Regions from separate parts of the Sus scrofa genome. Here region 1 is linked to region 2. Evidence: chromatin contacts called from public promoter capture Hi-C data. All regions are on one chromosome and are shown on one strand. The core of a region is the stretch at or near the end of the contact, and the rest is flanking DNA. Distances in the headings are between cores, read along the strand shown. Region 1 overlaps DOPEY2 (protein dopey-2). Region 2 holds the start of CBR3 (carbonyl reductase 3).

The links. Promoter capture Hi-C pulls out the DNA fragments that hold promoters and counts their contacts.
Region 1: a promoter capture Hi-C map of fetal skeletal muscle shows a contact between it and region 2, with 3 times the contacts expected there. The contact joins the enhancer-like site here to the promoter of CBR3 in region 2. A contact is called at or near these places in 3 of 5 promoter capture datasets (fetal skeletal muscle, liver and skeletal muscle), 17 of 47 Hi-C or Micro-C datasets (adipocytes, adipose tissue, alveolar macrophages and 10 more) and 2 of 2 datasets of contacts at active chromatin or transcription factors (alveolar macrophages and skeletal muscle).

What each region holds. Positions count from the first base shown.
Region 1 is chr13:199,898,663-199,906,085 of Sscrofa11.1, forward strand. It overlaps DOPEY2 (protein dopey-2), which reads left to right. Exons shown (of 39, transcript XM_003132763.4): 7 at 105-203; 8 at 785-908; 9 at 3,318-3,427; 10 at 4,030-4,144; 11 at 6,614-6,734. Among named protein-coding and RNA genes, the nearest start is that of DOPEY2, 54 kb to the left of the region's middle. Within about 2 kb of position 6,024, at least 2 of the 83 cell types and tissues checked have an H3K27ac peak or open chromatin away from gene starts, as enhancers often do. A contact at or near this core is called in fetal skeletal muscle, where this site is marked.
Region 2 is chr13:199,826,032-199,833,937 of Sscrofa11.1, forward strand. It overlaps CBR3 (carbonyl reductase 3), which reads left to right and starts at 4,659. Exons shown (of 3, transcript NM_001244732.1): 1 at 4,659-5,095; 2 at 6,766-6,873. The coding sequence starts at 4,807.

The DNA.
Region 1 (7,423 bases), core at 4,774-7,273, 74 kb after region 2:
TTCCCAGGAAATGTTATTTTCATTGTTACAACTATAAAGAATAGCCTACAAATGATGGTTGATGCCTTGGGCATGAAATCTTCACGACGTTTTGTCACTTACAGGTTAAGTCCTTATGTGCATCTCTGTTGGACTCAAACGTGCTGGTACAGAGAAATAATCTGGAGATTGTCCTCTTCTTCTTCCCATTTTATACCTGCCTGGTAAGCCTTTCTCCCAGGCGAGTCGCTTGCCTTTCCCAAGGACGAGGGGTAGGCGGCATAGATCTGAGTGGTCTTGTCTTGAGGGAGAGCCGCCCGCAAAGGGTCCTTGTTTGTTTCTGAGGGTGGTGTTTCCATAGCAAAGATTCCATCGCCTCTTCCCGTGGGCAGCAAGTGAAGAACCAACCCCTTCTGAGAACCACCTCTTTAAGATAAAGCTTCGACGGGGATTCCCGGGGTGGTGCAACAGAAACAAATCCAACTAATAACCATGAGGTTTCGGGTTCCATCCCTAGCCCCTCAGTGGGTGAAGGACCCGGCATTGCCATGAGCTGTGGTGTAGGTCACAGATGTGACTCGGATCTGGCGTTGCTGCGGCTGCGGCTCAGGCCAGTGGCCACAGCTCCAATTAGACCTCTAGCCTGGGAACCTCCATATGCCATTGGTGTGGCCCTAGAAAGCCAAAAAAATTGTTTTTAATTCAAAATAATATTAATTTTCGTGGACTGGAAGGGCCATGTGTCAGAAAGCCAGCGATGTGCCCCTGGCATCTTCTTACCGTAGCATCTTCTCTGTCCTCGCAGGATTCCGAAGAGAGAGCCATTCCCCTGCTCAGATCCGACATTGTGCACATCCTCTCGGCCGCCACCCAGACCCTCCTGAGAAGAGACATGTCTCTGAACAGAAGGCTCTACGCATGGTTACTAGGTGCGGAGTTAACCAGTGGGTGGCGTGGTGGTTGGCTCGGTCAGAGTTACCTTGAAACCTTTGAGGGCTGATTTTTTTTTTGGAGTAAGTCCCAATCTTGGCGAACCATTTCCGAATCCCAGAGTGTGGAAAGATGCCCCGCTGACTGAACGGGCATCCATCAGCTGCCACCTGCACCACAGCTCTGGTTCATTTGCAGCCATTGCACAAAAAAACGGGGAGGTAAATCAACTATGTACTTCAATCAAACTTTCAAGAATGAGGGGAAAAAAGAAAGAACATGGGATTTTTAAGACTGACTGGATTCCATTTTTAAGAAGCTTGAAATACTACAAAATAATGGCAATTAAGCCATATTCAAGCAGACGTTTATTGCTGTGGAGATGTTTCATGCAGAGTTCCCGTTGTGACTTAGCAGGTTAAAAACTTGACACCGCGTCCGTGAGGATGCAGGTTCAATCCTCTGGCCCAACTCAGTGGGTTAAGGATCCAGTGTGGCCACAAGCTGTGGCATAGGTTACAGGTGCAGCTTGGATCTGGTATTGCTGTGAGCTATGGTGTAGGTTGCAGGTGCAGCTTGGATCCTGCATGGCTGTGGCGTAGGCCAGCAGCTGCAGCTCCCATTCAACCCTAGCCCAAGAACTTCCATATGCCACAGGTATGGCTGTAAAAAGACAAAAAAAAAAAAAAAAAAAAAAAAGAAAGAAAGAAAATTTCATGGAATGCGAGTGTGTTCGAGAAAACCAACAAACGTGGAATATGTGTGGGAGAAGGTTCTTTTCTAGATGGGAGCTTTGTGGCATTGACACATTTGGGGAGAGATTTGGATGCCTTTGGGAGACATGAGAACGCTGTTTCACGTTTCTATAGCATGTGTTCTCGTGGACAGCCTGCAACCCTGCAGGAGGAGCTCTGGACTGTTGAGTGGGAGGCTTCACAGGGACAGAGCCCAGGAAATCCCAGAACTTAAAGGGTAGCACTTTCTGAATTTTATAAATGCCCATATTCAAGAGAGGGTGGTGTACAGAGCAGTTGTGAAAGGACTCCATAGCTTTTTTTTTTTTTTTTGAAGATTTTATCTTCGTTAGAGCAGTTTTAGGTTCACAGTGACACTGAGAGGAAAGTACAGATAGTTCCCGTCTGCTCTCAACCCCCATCATCAGCACCCCCCACGGAGGGGCACATTTCTTACAATTGATGAACCTATACTGACGTGTCGTCACCCTCAGCCCCCCATTTAGATCGGAGTTCACACTTGATGATGTGCATTCCGTGGGTTTAGGCGATGCTAGTGTCACACACAGTATTTCCACTGCCCTAAAAACCCTCTGCTTCTCAGCTTTTTTCTTAGACCCTCAGCATACAGATCTTCTCTTACCAACGTCAGAAAGTCCTCTTAACCCTTTCTTCCCCTAGTTATAAACCTTTCAGAAGGCATAGCATGGAAGCTTTTGCGGGATTTCTTTTTTTTTTCCCCGACCAGGCCCACAGCATGCGGAAGTTCTTAGGCTAGGGATCGAACCCACGCGGCAGCAACTGTGCCACGAGAGAACTCCTGAAGGTTCTCCAGAAGGATATTTACAGGTTCCCTAAGCGTTTTTGTTACAAGGATGATTCTGTTCAATGCATGACTCCCTCCCAGTGGGGCTCAGCTTGCTGTGTATAGAGAGGACCCGGGACCCAAGTTCAGTGCCAGCTCTGACTTGCTTAGCCATGAGCCCAGGAGTCCAGGCTCTCACTTAGAAAGATGCTGTTCTTTGCCCTGAGGCCCTTAGAGACTCACCCACGGTTCAGAGTGAAGGCATATTGATGAGAATACCTTGATTTCACATAGTGCTGTACAGATAAGCGCTGGTTTTTAGAAATGATACACATTCCATTAGATCCTTATACTCCTACTTGCCAGAGACAGGAAGAATTTTTGGGATAAGTTGAGCTGATGCCCATTGAGCCGGAATTCTGCCTGTCTGATCCCTGGCACACCATCGTCAGAAGAAGACACGCCTTGATTTTGCCAGATCTGATCTTCGTTTTCTATCAGAAGGATTTTATTTTTTAAAATGTCAGAGCACGAGACCTTTGCACACTAGGATGGTGTACTTTTTTTTTTTGGTCTTTTTTTTTGTCTTTTCTAGGGCCGCACCTGCGGCGTATGGAGGTTCCCAGGCTAGGGGTCGAATTGGAGCTGTAGCTGCTGGCCTACACCACAGCCACAGCAACACGGGATCCGAGCCACATCTGCCGCCTACACCACAGCTCACGGCAACGCCAGATCCTTAACCCACTGACCTGCAACGTCATGGTTTCTAGTCTGATTTATTAACCGCTGAGCCACAAAGGGAACTCCTAGGATAGTGTCCTTTAAATGTATAGATCTCTTCACAGCTCATAGTGCTTGTTCTTTTCTAGGTTCAGATATTAAAGGAAATACCATCGTGCCAGAACCTGAAACCACAAATTCTTACGAAGACCAGTCCTTGTATTTTTTTGAGAAATATTCCAAGGATCTTTTAGTTGAGGTAAAGGAGCATTTCTGGAAAGTAGACCCCAATCAGGACATTGCTGTTCATGGTTCTTCCATGGGGTTCCTTGAGGGACCTCCAAGTAGACATGGGGCCTGTTCCTTGGGACACAGTTGGGAAAACGCCATGTACGGTCACCCCTTGGAATCCACGGAAGGTTGGTTTCAGCACCCCACTCCCTACCCCTGTGGGTACCAAAATCCAGATGCTCAAGTCCCTCGTGTGTGTCACATGGAGAAGTTGGCACATATCCTACACACATCCCCCCACACACCTTAAATCATCTCCAGATTACTTAAGACACCAAATACAACGTAAATGCTACGTAAGTCATGGTAGACACCGGGAGATGCTATCAAAGAAGTTGCCAGGGCGTGGCAAGTTCAAGTTTTGCTCTTGGGAACTTTCTGGAATTTCTTTGATCTGTGGATGGTTGGGTCTGTGGATACAGAACCCACGATGTGGAGGGCTGGCACTGCTCGTCTCATGCTGCCTGACCGCTCTCACCTCTATCCCAGAGTGTTTGACAGTTAGACCAAGCAATAAGGTCATGCTCTGCTTGATTCAAGACGCTAATAATGTGGCTTTGAAAAAAATAGGGTCTGGCTGAGATACTGCACCAGAAGTTCCCTGATGCCGACACGGAGGAACGCCACCACGCGTACCTGAGGCCTTTCCGCATCCTCGTCAGTCTGCTTGACAAGCCGGAAATAGGTAACGTTGGAAGTGCTTCACCACCAGGCGCCAAAGGCAGACTGCCTGTTTTGAGGGAATTAAAACTCAGTGATGGCCACAATTTAGGGAGTTCCCTTGTGGCTCAGCAGGTTAAGGATCCAGCATTGTCTCTGCAGTGGCTTGGGTCACTGCAGTGGCACAGGTTCAGTCCCTGGCCCGAGAGCTTCCACATGCTGTGAGTACAGCCAATTTAAAAACAAAAAAGCAAACAAACAAAAAAAAGCACTTTATGTAGAATACAGTTTACTCTTTGGAATTCCAGAATCTTGAGGTACTTTAGTCATGCTGTGTGGTTGAGTTCCTGTTATCTGGACACCACTTAAATGTTTTTGTTTGGCAAATACCTTTGTGCTTGTCTACACCTGTGCCTGCAGGACACATGCAGTACTGACTTGGTGAAAGCATTTCCTCAATCACATATCCTACTACAAAGACACTTTGATTTTATTTTCAAGAAAATAGGCCTTCCTCCATCATTTTGCCTCATGACCCCAAGAAATCTGCTTCTGCCTGATGAGCCTCGCTCAGTCTTCTCTTCTGTCAAACGGAGGGGCTTGAACTAGACTCTGGTTCCAAAAGGGTCGCCTTACACACTGTAGTCCTGTAGGCATCAGTTGAGAAAAGTGACCTTCTCTGCCTTGCTTTAAAAAAGAAACCGCTGGAATTCTCATTAAGGCTCGTTGGCTTAAGGACCCAACGTTGTCTCTGTGAAAATGTGGGTTCCATCCCTGGCCTTGCTCTGTGGGTTAAGGATCTGGCGTTTCCACAAGCTGTGGCACAGGTTGCAGGTGCAGCTTGGATCCAGTGTTGTCGTGGCTGTGGTGTAGGCCACAGCTACAGCTCCGATTCGACCCTTGGCCCAGGAACTTCCATATGCTCGAGGGCACAGCCTTAAAAAGAAAAAAAGACGAAAGAAAGAAACTGCTCGGTTTCCATTTGCTGTAAGATCTCAGCATCTCATTCCTCCAACACCATAAAGGGAAGGAAACAGGCTTCATCTCCGTAGGATACATCTTCCTGCATCTTTCCACACCTCCAGCAACCCTGGGCTGTTTTCTTACCATACACCTTCTACTGATGGGGAGACTGAGCTGAGCAAGGGTCAGTCATTTGCCAGGGGGCGCCTGGAAGCTAGGACTAAAACTCAGGTCTGTTTGACTACAGGCGCTGCTGCTTGCTTGATGGCATCAGGCAGACTCTCCCCCAGATGTCCCTCAGGTCATGCAGTTGGACTCAGGTGCCATGACATGGAGCTCTGGCTGCTCCTGACAGTCAAAGCAGGAAGCGTTTGTGCCTCCAAGGCCCGCCCTGGGAGGTGGGTGTTTTATGTCAAGGCCTTGACCCGAACAAGTAAACTGTGACCTCCAGCTTGGGCTCCAGGTCTTATGTTCTGGAAGGGGATGAATGGAGGGCTTCTGCCCCATCATAACAGTCTAATTTGTTATGTCAGGTTTTTTTTTCTTTTTTGGCCATGCCCACTGCATGTAGAAGCTCCAGGGCCTGGGATGAAATCCTTGTCACAGCAGCACAGTGCTGAGCCACCAGGGAACTAACTCCCTGATCATTTAGTTTTCTGAGAAAAGACACACTTGAAGGGCAGAGGGGTGGATGGATAATATAGACCAGGAGGCATAGGACAGTCATAGTTTTATCTGTGCTTTGGCTCCAAGCTTTGGCCATGTCTTCATTTCTTCTTGCTCTCTTAGGCTGGAGATAAAATATTCCTGGGGTTCTGCACGACTTTTATCTTCGAAGCAGAAGGGATTAGATGATCTGCGTTTCCCTTTACCCAGATGTGTTGACAGAGCTCCCGCGTGCTCTGGACCATCCTGTTTTCATGCTTCTGAATGATGGGTGGGACATTACTCCCTCCCAGCAGGCCTGACGGCTGGTGTTTGTGGAGCAGACATGTCCAGCTGCCTTGCACCTGCCTAATTAGCAGCTGGTCCAGTTCTTTGGTGCCATCTTGAGCTTCTTAGGAATGCGGTTATTTCTTTCATGTTGTTCTCGCTCATCCTTAAAGGAATCCAGAATAGGAAAAAAATTGCCTTACTCTGGCCAGACAGTTTATTCTCGCTTAAGACACTCAGCTCACTCCCTGCCTCTGCCTGGCAGAATCCGCCTGGAGCAAATTACCCCGCCTCTCGGCCTCAGTCCCCTTATCTGTAACAGAGCAAAATATTACCCAGTCCTGGGGCTGTTGTGAGGATTAAATTTATAGTCACAGAATGCTTAGAACAGCCAGCACCTCGTCCACTCTACAGAATGCTGGCTCATTTCAAGGATGTTGTTTCCCCCAGCTAAAAGTGTCATTGTCACAACTAAAGTTAAGTTTCTGTACTTTTAAAACTATACAAATTGTCTGTATGTATAGTTACTCTTGATGTGTTTTATGGGTATGTCATTTATTGGTTTATCTTTCTCTGGCTGTTTCCTTTTTAATTGCAGGGCCTCAGGTTGTTGAGAATTTGTTTCTCGAAGTCATCCGGGCCTTTTATTCTTACTGCAGAGATGCCCTGGGCTCTGATCTTAAACTCAGCTACACTCAGAGTGGAAATTCACTGATAAGGTATGGGTTTGGCTTCCAACTTCACTCTTTTTCACTCCCTAAAGTTTAACTCTCAGTTTATCACATGTTGTGGAGAAAGTGGAGATTAGGGGCAGATCAGGCCACTGGTTAAGATAACCCATGCTCTTAAACCAATCAACATGAATCCACCTTTTCCCCTTTTTTTTTTTTTTTTTTTTTTGCCACACTGGTGGGCAGCTTCAGTTCCAGCGTCAGGGATAGAACCTGAGCCACAGCCGTAACCAGAACCACAGCAGTGACATTGCCGCCGAATCCTTAACCCACTGAACCACCAGGGAACGCCATGAGTTTTAGTGTTTGTCTTTTTCTCACAGAATGAAAGTAGTTTCTTATTTTTCTGAATATGAAAGCAATACATGTTTATGGTAGAATCTACCAATATTTAAAGGTATCAAGAAAAAAAGTGGAGTTCCCATCGGGGTGCAAGGGGAAATGAATCTGACTAGGAACCATGAGGTTGCAGGTTCGATCCCTGACCTCGCTCAGTGGGTCAGCCATCCAGCATTGCCATGAGCTGTGGTGTAGGTCACAGAGGTGGCTCGGATCTGGCGTGGCTGTGGTATAGGCGGGTAGCTGTAACTCTGATTCGACTCCTAGCCTGGGAACTTCCATATGTCATGGGTGCGGCCCTAAAAAGAAAAAAAGAAAAAATCCCACCACCCTGCAGA
Region 2 (7,906 bases), core at 3,409-5,908:
CTTGAAATTTCTATTCGTGATTCAAATCCTTTGTATGATGTCATAGTGGATACAAGCGGAAGGTGTTTTTACCCAGTCCTGGAGGTGAGGGGAGAGTCTTCCGGGTTAACTGTATTAGTCTCTGATGGCCGCTGTAACAAATTACCACAAATTCAATGGCTTAAGACAACACAAGGAGTTCCTACTGTGGCACAGTGGGTTAAGAATCCAGCTATAGGAGTGCCCGTTGTGGCTCAGTGGTTAACGAATCTGACTAGCATCAATGAGGGTGCAAGTGTGATCCCTGGCCTTGCTCAGTAGGTTAAGGATCCAGCATTGCCCGGGTTCAATCCCTGGCCCAGGAACTTCCATAAGCATCTGTTTAAAGCACACAATTCAATGGTTTTTAACAAGTTCATGGAATTATGCAACCATCACAATTTTAGAACAGTGTCATAACCCCCCAAATGGTGGCTGTACCTGCCATTAAGGTGGCCATAAAAATAAAAAATAAAATTAAATTAAAAAAAAAAAACCACTCTTTAAACATGCATTTATCAACTTACGATTCTGGAGGCTGGAAGTCCTAAAGTCAGGGTGTCAGCTGAGTGGTGTTCTTTCTGAAAGCTCTAGAGAAGAACCCATTTCCTTGCTTTTTCCAGCTTCTGGACGGCTGCTTCCCTGAGGTCCTGGCCCCTTCCTCCACCTTCGATGCCAGCCATGTAAGCATCTTCGAATCCCTCTCAATCTCCCTCCCTCTCTGCTTTTGTTTTACATCTTCTTCTGCCTTTGACCTCCCTGCTTCTAACAAGGAGAGTTGGGATTAAAGTGGGCCCGACTGCATAACCCACAGATACCTTCCCATCTCCGGATCCTCAATTTAATCACATTTCAAAGTCCCTTCTGCCATACAAAGGGACACCTGAAGGTTCTGAGGATTAGGACTGGACACATCGGGCGGGGGGTGGGGTGGAGGGGGACAATAACCTGTGCCTTTTCAAACCCTTTCTCCTCTCTTTTTCTCTAAAACGCCAGCTCTTTTTTTGAAGATTGGATCACTTTTAACCAATTAACCCTCCTCCAACCCAGTGGTTTCCAGCCTCAGCTGCACATGGGGACCAGAGAGCTTCTAAAACTCTATGCTTAATATAGTCAACATTTTATAATAACCATAAGCAGAGTTTAATCTGTAAAAATTTTGAATCACTATGTTGTATACCTGAAACTAATATAAAATTGTAAATCAATTATATCTCGATAAAACTTTTTTTTTTTTTTGCTTTTTTTTCCACCATTGGCATATGGAAGTTCCAAGGCTAGGGGTCAAATCGGAGTTGCAGCCACAGCAACCTACACCAGAGCTCACAGCAACACCAGATCCTTAACCCCCTCAGCAAGGCCAGGGAAGGAACCAGCGTCTTCATGGATACTAGTTGGGTTCATTACCACTGAGCCACAACAGGAACTCCCTCAATCAAACTTTTTTCTAACAAAAACAAAAACCTCCCAATGCTTCCAATGCTTGGGTCAAACCCCAGTACCATTGAACCACAACATCTGGGGACAGAGCCAGCCAACAGCATTTTTGTTTTCAGGATTCCCAGGGGATTCTAACATGAAAAATTTAGGAGCGACTGCTATGAGCAACAGACTTTCTCAAAATCACGCTATACACCCTTCAGTGACCTGCTACATACTTTGTGGGACCTGCAAAATGAAGATGGGGAACCCTTGTTTGGGAAAAAAAAGAAAAAGCAATTGAGAATTTCAGGACAATAACAGCAGAGGGCGCACACCTTGAGGCCAGCACACTGTTCAGCATCTCCTCTCCATGCCTGTCCTCAGCTCTGAGGAAGTCCCGGGAGCCGTGTGCAAGACCCACCCAGTATCTCGGCTTCTCAGTCCCTTGACCGCCTTCACACCACGACAATTTCCGTGCCCCCTACATGTGGTTCATGCGCACAGCCTCTGAGACCTCCACCTCAAAGCATCCCACACTGACCTGCACCACCAGCTTGACCCCAGTCTCCAAGCTTCCCTCCAGAGCTGCCCCGTCCTAAGAGACCTCAGTTCCAACAGTCCTACTGCTTTTCCCTTGTTATGAATCTCCAACTTCCTCGTGTCCTTTCTTCCGTCCTTAGAGATCACAGCCCTAAGCAGTATCCTTTCCTTGCAAACATCTTTCACTGTGTGGTGTGAGCCTGGCAAAACACCAGCCCTCCGCTTTGCAAGTTGCAAGTTACGATGCTTGGGGTAGGGGTGGGGGGGCCTGACATCGCAAGAGGCTTGGTGGTGCTGTCTTGACATTTATGACCACAGGTCTCAAATGGGCCACCAATCCTGCTGGTCAGTGCTGCCTAGCTCCCTAATAAATTCACTTTCCCATTCTGCAAGATGGCTTTGCTTTCCTCAAGTCTCCCAAACGGAACCCTCTTGCTAATGACCAAAATTGCTCTTCCTTCAAAGAGAAAACAATGCCCTGGAGGAGAGCCACACAATATCCTGCAACTAGACCACACAGGCTGCCGTCCCTGTTACAAGAGTTTCCCTGCTTCCGTAAGCCAAGTCCTCATCTGAGCCCTAGAGCCTATCTGCATTCACCTTCCCACACATTTTGTTCCTGAATTATTCCCTTTGTCTCTTCACCTATTCTCACCTCTCTGAGATTATTACCATTGTATAAAAACATCGGAGTTCCCGTCGTGGCTCAGCAGTAACAAAGCCAACTGGTATCCATGAGGATGCGGGTTCAATCCCTAGCCTTTCTCAGTGGGTTAAGGACCTGGTTTTGCCATGAGCTGTGGTGTAGGTTTAAGATACAGTTCAGATCCTGCATTGCTGTGGCTGTGGTGTAGGCCAGCAGCTGCAGCTCTGACTTGACCCCAGCCTAGGAACTTCCATATGCCTCGGGTGCAACCCTAAAAAGACCAAAAAAAAATTTTTTTTAATAAATAAAAACATGCTTTCATCTTTCTCTCCCAGCTTTAAAAACTCTTTTAAAAGAATTCAAGTCAGAGTTCCTATTGTGACTCAGCTGGTGAAGGACCTGACAGTCTCAATGAGGATGCAGGTTCACCCAGCCTGGCTCAGTAGGTTAGGGATCCAGGATTTCAACAAGCTGCAGCGTAGGTGGCAAATGTGGCTCAGATCCAGTGATACTGTGGCTGTGGCATAGGTAAGCAGCTGCAGCTCTGATTCAATGCCTAGTCCAGGAGCTTTCATATGCTGTGGGTGTGGTTGTTTAAAAAAAAAAGAGAGAACTCAAATGCTATAAAATATGTTCTCTGACTACAACAACAGAATTAAGAAATCAATAACAGCAAGGTATCTGGAAAAATCCCCAAATAGTTGGAAACTAAAAGATATACTTCTAAATACCCTCAGTCAAGGAAGATATCAAAAAGATATTTTAAACTGCTTAAAATTGAAAACATATCCGAGTTTATGGGCTGCTACTGTTCAAGTCAACAAAACTTAGATGAAATATACGAATTTTTGAAAAACATGAGTCAAGCTCACTCAAGAAGAAATAGAAAACCTGAATAGCCCCATATCTTTAAAATTGAGTTTTGAAGTTCTCTTGCAGCACAGCAAGGTAAGGATCACTGCAGCAGCTCAGGTCGCTGCTGTGGTAGGGGTTCCATCCCTGGCCTGGGAACTTCTTCATACCATGGATGTGGCCAAAAGAGAAAAAAATAAGATAAAATAGAATTCCAAATAATCTTTAGAGGAAAAAAAAAGAAAACACTGACTGAGCCACAGAAAGCACCCACCTCCTGACCTCACATGTTGACTTGGAGAAAGTAGAGTCAAGGTGACAGCTTAGCCCAATGTGCCTGGGGAAAGCTGAGTCACAATGAGATCACAGCTCTCCATAAATCTAAAAGTCACTAATCAAACCCACTCGAATCAAATGCACCTGGGTTACACTAAAGAAGGTGGCTAGGAGTGTTCTAATTGCTTGTCCACACCATGACACTCTTTGGCGATTTGTATTCAGTTGAACTTCGTGAGAACAGAGATTTCACCGGAAGGAAAAAAAATTATACACACACACACACATATGTAACCTCCTTGGATAAACCTAAAATGCACACACTTCGCAGCCAAAGTAGTTATGTGAAATGAATAAAAGCCTCCTAAGAGGCTTGGCACACAGTGAGAGTTTCATACACATTCTCTCCCACATGGGGGCGCCCTGGGAATCCCACAGAGCTAGGTAACCTGCCCACACCTGCAAAGCTGCTCACGGGACCTCTTTTCTCTCATTCCCTCTCTTGCGCATCTCCTAAGCGAGAAACGGGAATCTCTGTCCTGAGATCCAATTACCGTGTCGAAATAATTTCAGTGTATTCAAGGAAAAATCAAACACCCTCATTTTGCAGCGGCTCACGGGCGCACGCCCAAGAAAATTACTCAGCATTTGTTTTTCTCCTTTTGGGTTCTCCTACAATAGTTCCTTCAATCCAACTGCAGTGACTCTCTAGACCCTATCGACCCATCACCGTCCGGTTTTGCTTTGCAGGAACAACTTCACCCCGCGGATCAATGTTTGGCTTAGAGGCGGGATCAAAGGAGGTCGAAGCGCTGGGAGGGGGCGGACCGGAGAATGGGGCGTTACGAAACCTTCAGGAACAGCGGCCCCTCCTAGGAGGGGAGGAACCGAGGACCGGAGCCTCATTCTCTGCAACTCACAGCACTGGATCCTAGAACACAGTTCTTCCTGGCTTCTCTGACTGTTGGCAGAGCCTCCGAAACGCGCGGAACCGGTGGCCCACAGCCCAGTCAGCTCTCCACCAAAAGGTCCCGCTCGCCCCACACCCGGCCATGTCGTCCTACACCCGCGTGGCGTTGGTGACTGGCGCCAACAAGGGCATCGGCTTCGCCATCGCGCGTGATCTGTGCCGGCAGTTCTCGGGGGATGTGGTGCTCACCTCGCGGGACGCTGCTCGGGGCCGGGCGGCGGTGCAGCAGCTGCAGGCCGAGGGCCTGAGCCCGCGTTTCCACCAGCTGGACATCGACGACCTGCAGAGCATCCGCGCCCTGCGCGACTTCCTGCGCAAGGAGTATGGGGGACTCAACGTGCTGGTCAACAACGCGGGCATCGCTTTCAAGAGTAGGTGAGGGGGTGGGAGGTCCCCGGGCTCGTCCAGGGTGCGGGACAGCGAGCCGCAGGCGCCCCCCACACGTCCACTTGATTGATCGGGAAAGCAGCGCCCGCCGCTCGGGACGCGCTCAGGTCTCGCCTCGCGCGGCGGTTTTTCGTTTTCTACGGAGTCTCTGGAGCTGTTCGTTTAGCACAAGACCCGCCCGGGTGCCTGGCACAGCGCGCCCCGCCCGCCCGCCGGCCTGTGCGGGCCTGTGCGCGCCAGTGAGCAACCCAGGGCCCTCCCAGGACCGTCAGCTGCTGAGGTTTGCAAGAGAATCGGTCTCCTGGGAGGGAGCCACGCCCTGCCAAGCTCATCAGTTTTCTAATGCAAGAAACATTTTCTCAGAGAAGGGTCTCCAAGCTCCAAGCTTGCCGGGCTTTCGCTTTCCATGAAAAGGCGCATTCATAGATATCGGGCGGCATCTGCTCCGGACAGGAAGTGAATCTCAGAGACACGATTAGCGCGCACTTGCAAGTTAGTGGACTTAAGTCTGTTTAATCGAGAGCTTTGATAGGCTCTAGCACAAAGGAAGCGAGCATGGTTCCCACCCCCCAGAGAACCTAGGTTTGTTATCAAACATATAAGCGTGGTTTTAAGTAGCATCTTCCGGGGGGGAGGGGGCGGGAATCAAAGAAGTTACTACTCCAGTAGGAAAGTCATTGATCTTCCATGCGCTGCAGATAGAAATGAACAGGCCAGTGTCGCATGCAAACCTAGTGCGGAAGGGAAATCTAAGAGGCAGAACCCAAGAAAATGAAACATTGTGAAGCGTTAAACCTTCATCCGCTTGGCCTGGGGCTTCGCAAGTGCGGCCCACCGGCAACTCAGTCTGCGGGATTTCTAGACGCGAGGGCAGGAGGTACCCAACACCCACCTGGAGCCGACAGCGGATAAATAGCCAGCTTCCCCCACCACCGGGGAACGCTGACCTCAGCTGGAAGCTCTCGCCCCTCAGCGTGTGGGCGGTCGACCAGCAGCACCTGTGACCCTGAGCGCTCACTGAAATCGCAGAATCTCCAGCCTCGCCCTACACTTGAATTATAATTTGCATTTTAACAGAATTCTCCTGGTGCCTCCTCTGCCCGTTCGAGATTGAGCAGCAGTGATCAAAGCCAAGAGTTCTCGAAGTGTGGCTCGCGGACCAGTGGCTGTGGCATCACCTGGGAACTCGTTAGAAACGTGCTTTCTGGACCCCCACGCCAGATCTTCTTGGTCCTAAACTCGGGGGTCGGGAACCAGACGGCTGTGTTTTAAGAGGCCCTTGAATGTTTTTGCTTTTTATGGCCGCACACGGGGCATATGGAGGTTCCCAGGCTAGGGGAGGTCCAGTCAGAGCTACAGTTGCCGGTCGCCACGAGCACAGCAACACAGGATCCGAGCCGCATCTGAGATGTACACCACAGCTCTCCGCAACGCTGGATCCTTAACCCACAAGCGAGGGCAAGGAGTGAACCCCCATCCTCGTGGCTGCTAGTCGGATTCCTTTTCGATGTGCCACTACCAGAAAGCCAACCCTTGAAATTACTTTAAAGTTAGCTTGTTTTGCCTTCGTTAGAAGTAATATCCACTTTATCTTATGAATTTCGACGGTGGGGGGTGATGCATGACCTTTCTCTTTGTTTCCTCTTTTTGAAAGTTGATGATCCAACGCCCTTTGACATTCAAGCTGAGATGACGCTGAAGACAAACTTTTTTGGCACAAGAAATGTCTGCATCGAATTACTGCCGATCATAAAACCTCATGGTAAGTCCAGCTTTGTGGACTGTCCAGTTGCCTCCCCTCAGTAAGGAGTCAGCCACAGGGCTGTCCCTCGGGAATCACCCAGGGCTGCTGTTTCTCTGTGGAGGAAACGCAGATAGCTCTATTTTGTCAGAGTATCTCATAGCTCCTCACTGGAATAGTTTAGCTTTATTGAAAGGTATCTATGATACCTGGAGATGCTCTAGGGTCCCATGTCGTGAACTCAACTCTATAATGATAAGGTGAAACTTCCCCTGGGGCTCAGCAGGTTGAGAACCTGACATAGTGCATGTGAGGATGCGGATTGGATCCCTCACCTCACTAAGTGGGTTAAGGATCCAGCATGGCCCCAAGCATGGGTCGCAGATGCAGCTCAGATCCCCTGTGGTTATGGTTGTGGTGTAGGCCAGCAGCTGCGGTTCTGATTCAACCGCTAGCGTGGAAACTTCCATATGCTACTGGTGAGCAGTAAAAAAGAAAAAAAAAAAAATGTTAAGGTGTTGCAATCCCAAAAGGCCTTTCACCTTTGAGCAGTTCAGCCCCTCTCAGCTCCTCACCGAGCTCACCTGGGCCCTGGGGAAAGGGTCTGTTCAAGCATTTCTATGAATTTTCCTAAAGTCCTTTCATCTTGTACCAATCTTTGTAAAGCTGATTCATAACATCCAAAAGAAATCGTTTTTTATTAAGAAATATCTTGCCTACACCTTCAAGTATTTGATAAATAACTTTTATTACTTCTCCCACAAATACTTATTGAGCACCTGCCAAAACCTAGGCCTTGTGCGGGTGCCCGGGATGCAGTGGTGACATTGTGGGCATGGACAGTCCTGTCCATGGAGCACTGAGTCCCCTGGGGGAGACCATTGCTGTGCTGACAAAGAATCCTCAGTGTAAGGTACAAGTGTGCTCTAGGCGGGGAGAGAAGGCTTGCTCCCAAGAGGATCTTCTCTCCCAAGAAGTCAACTGTGATTCTTCGGAAGAACTCTGTGGTTCGTACTAGAAATGTGCTTTTCTTAACATTTTAAATAAAGTTGAT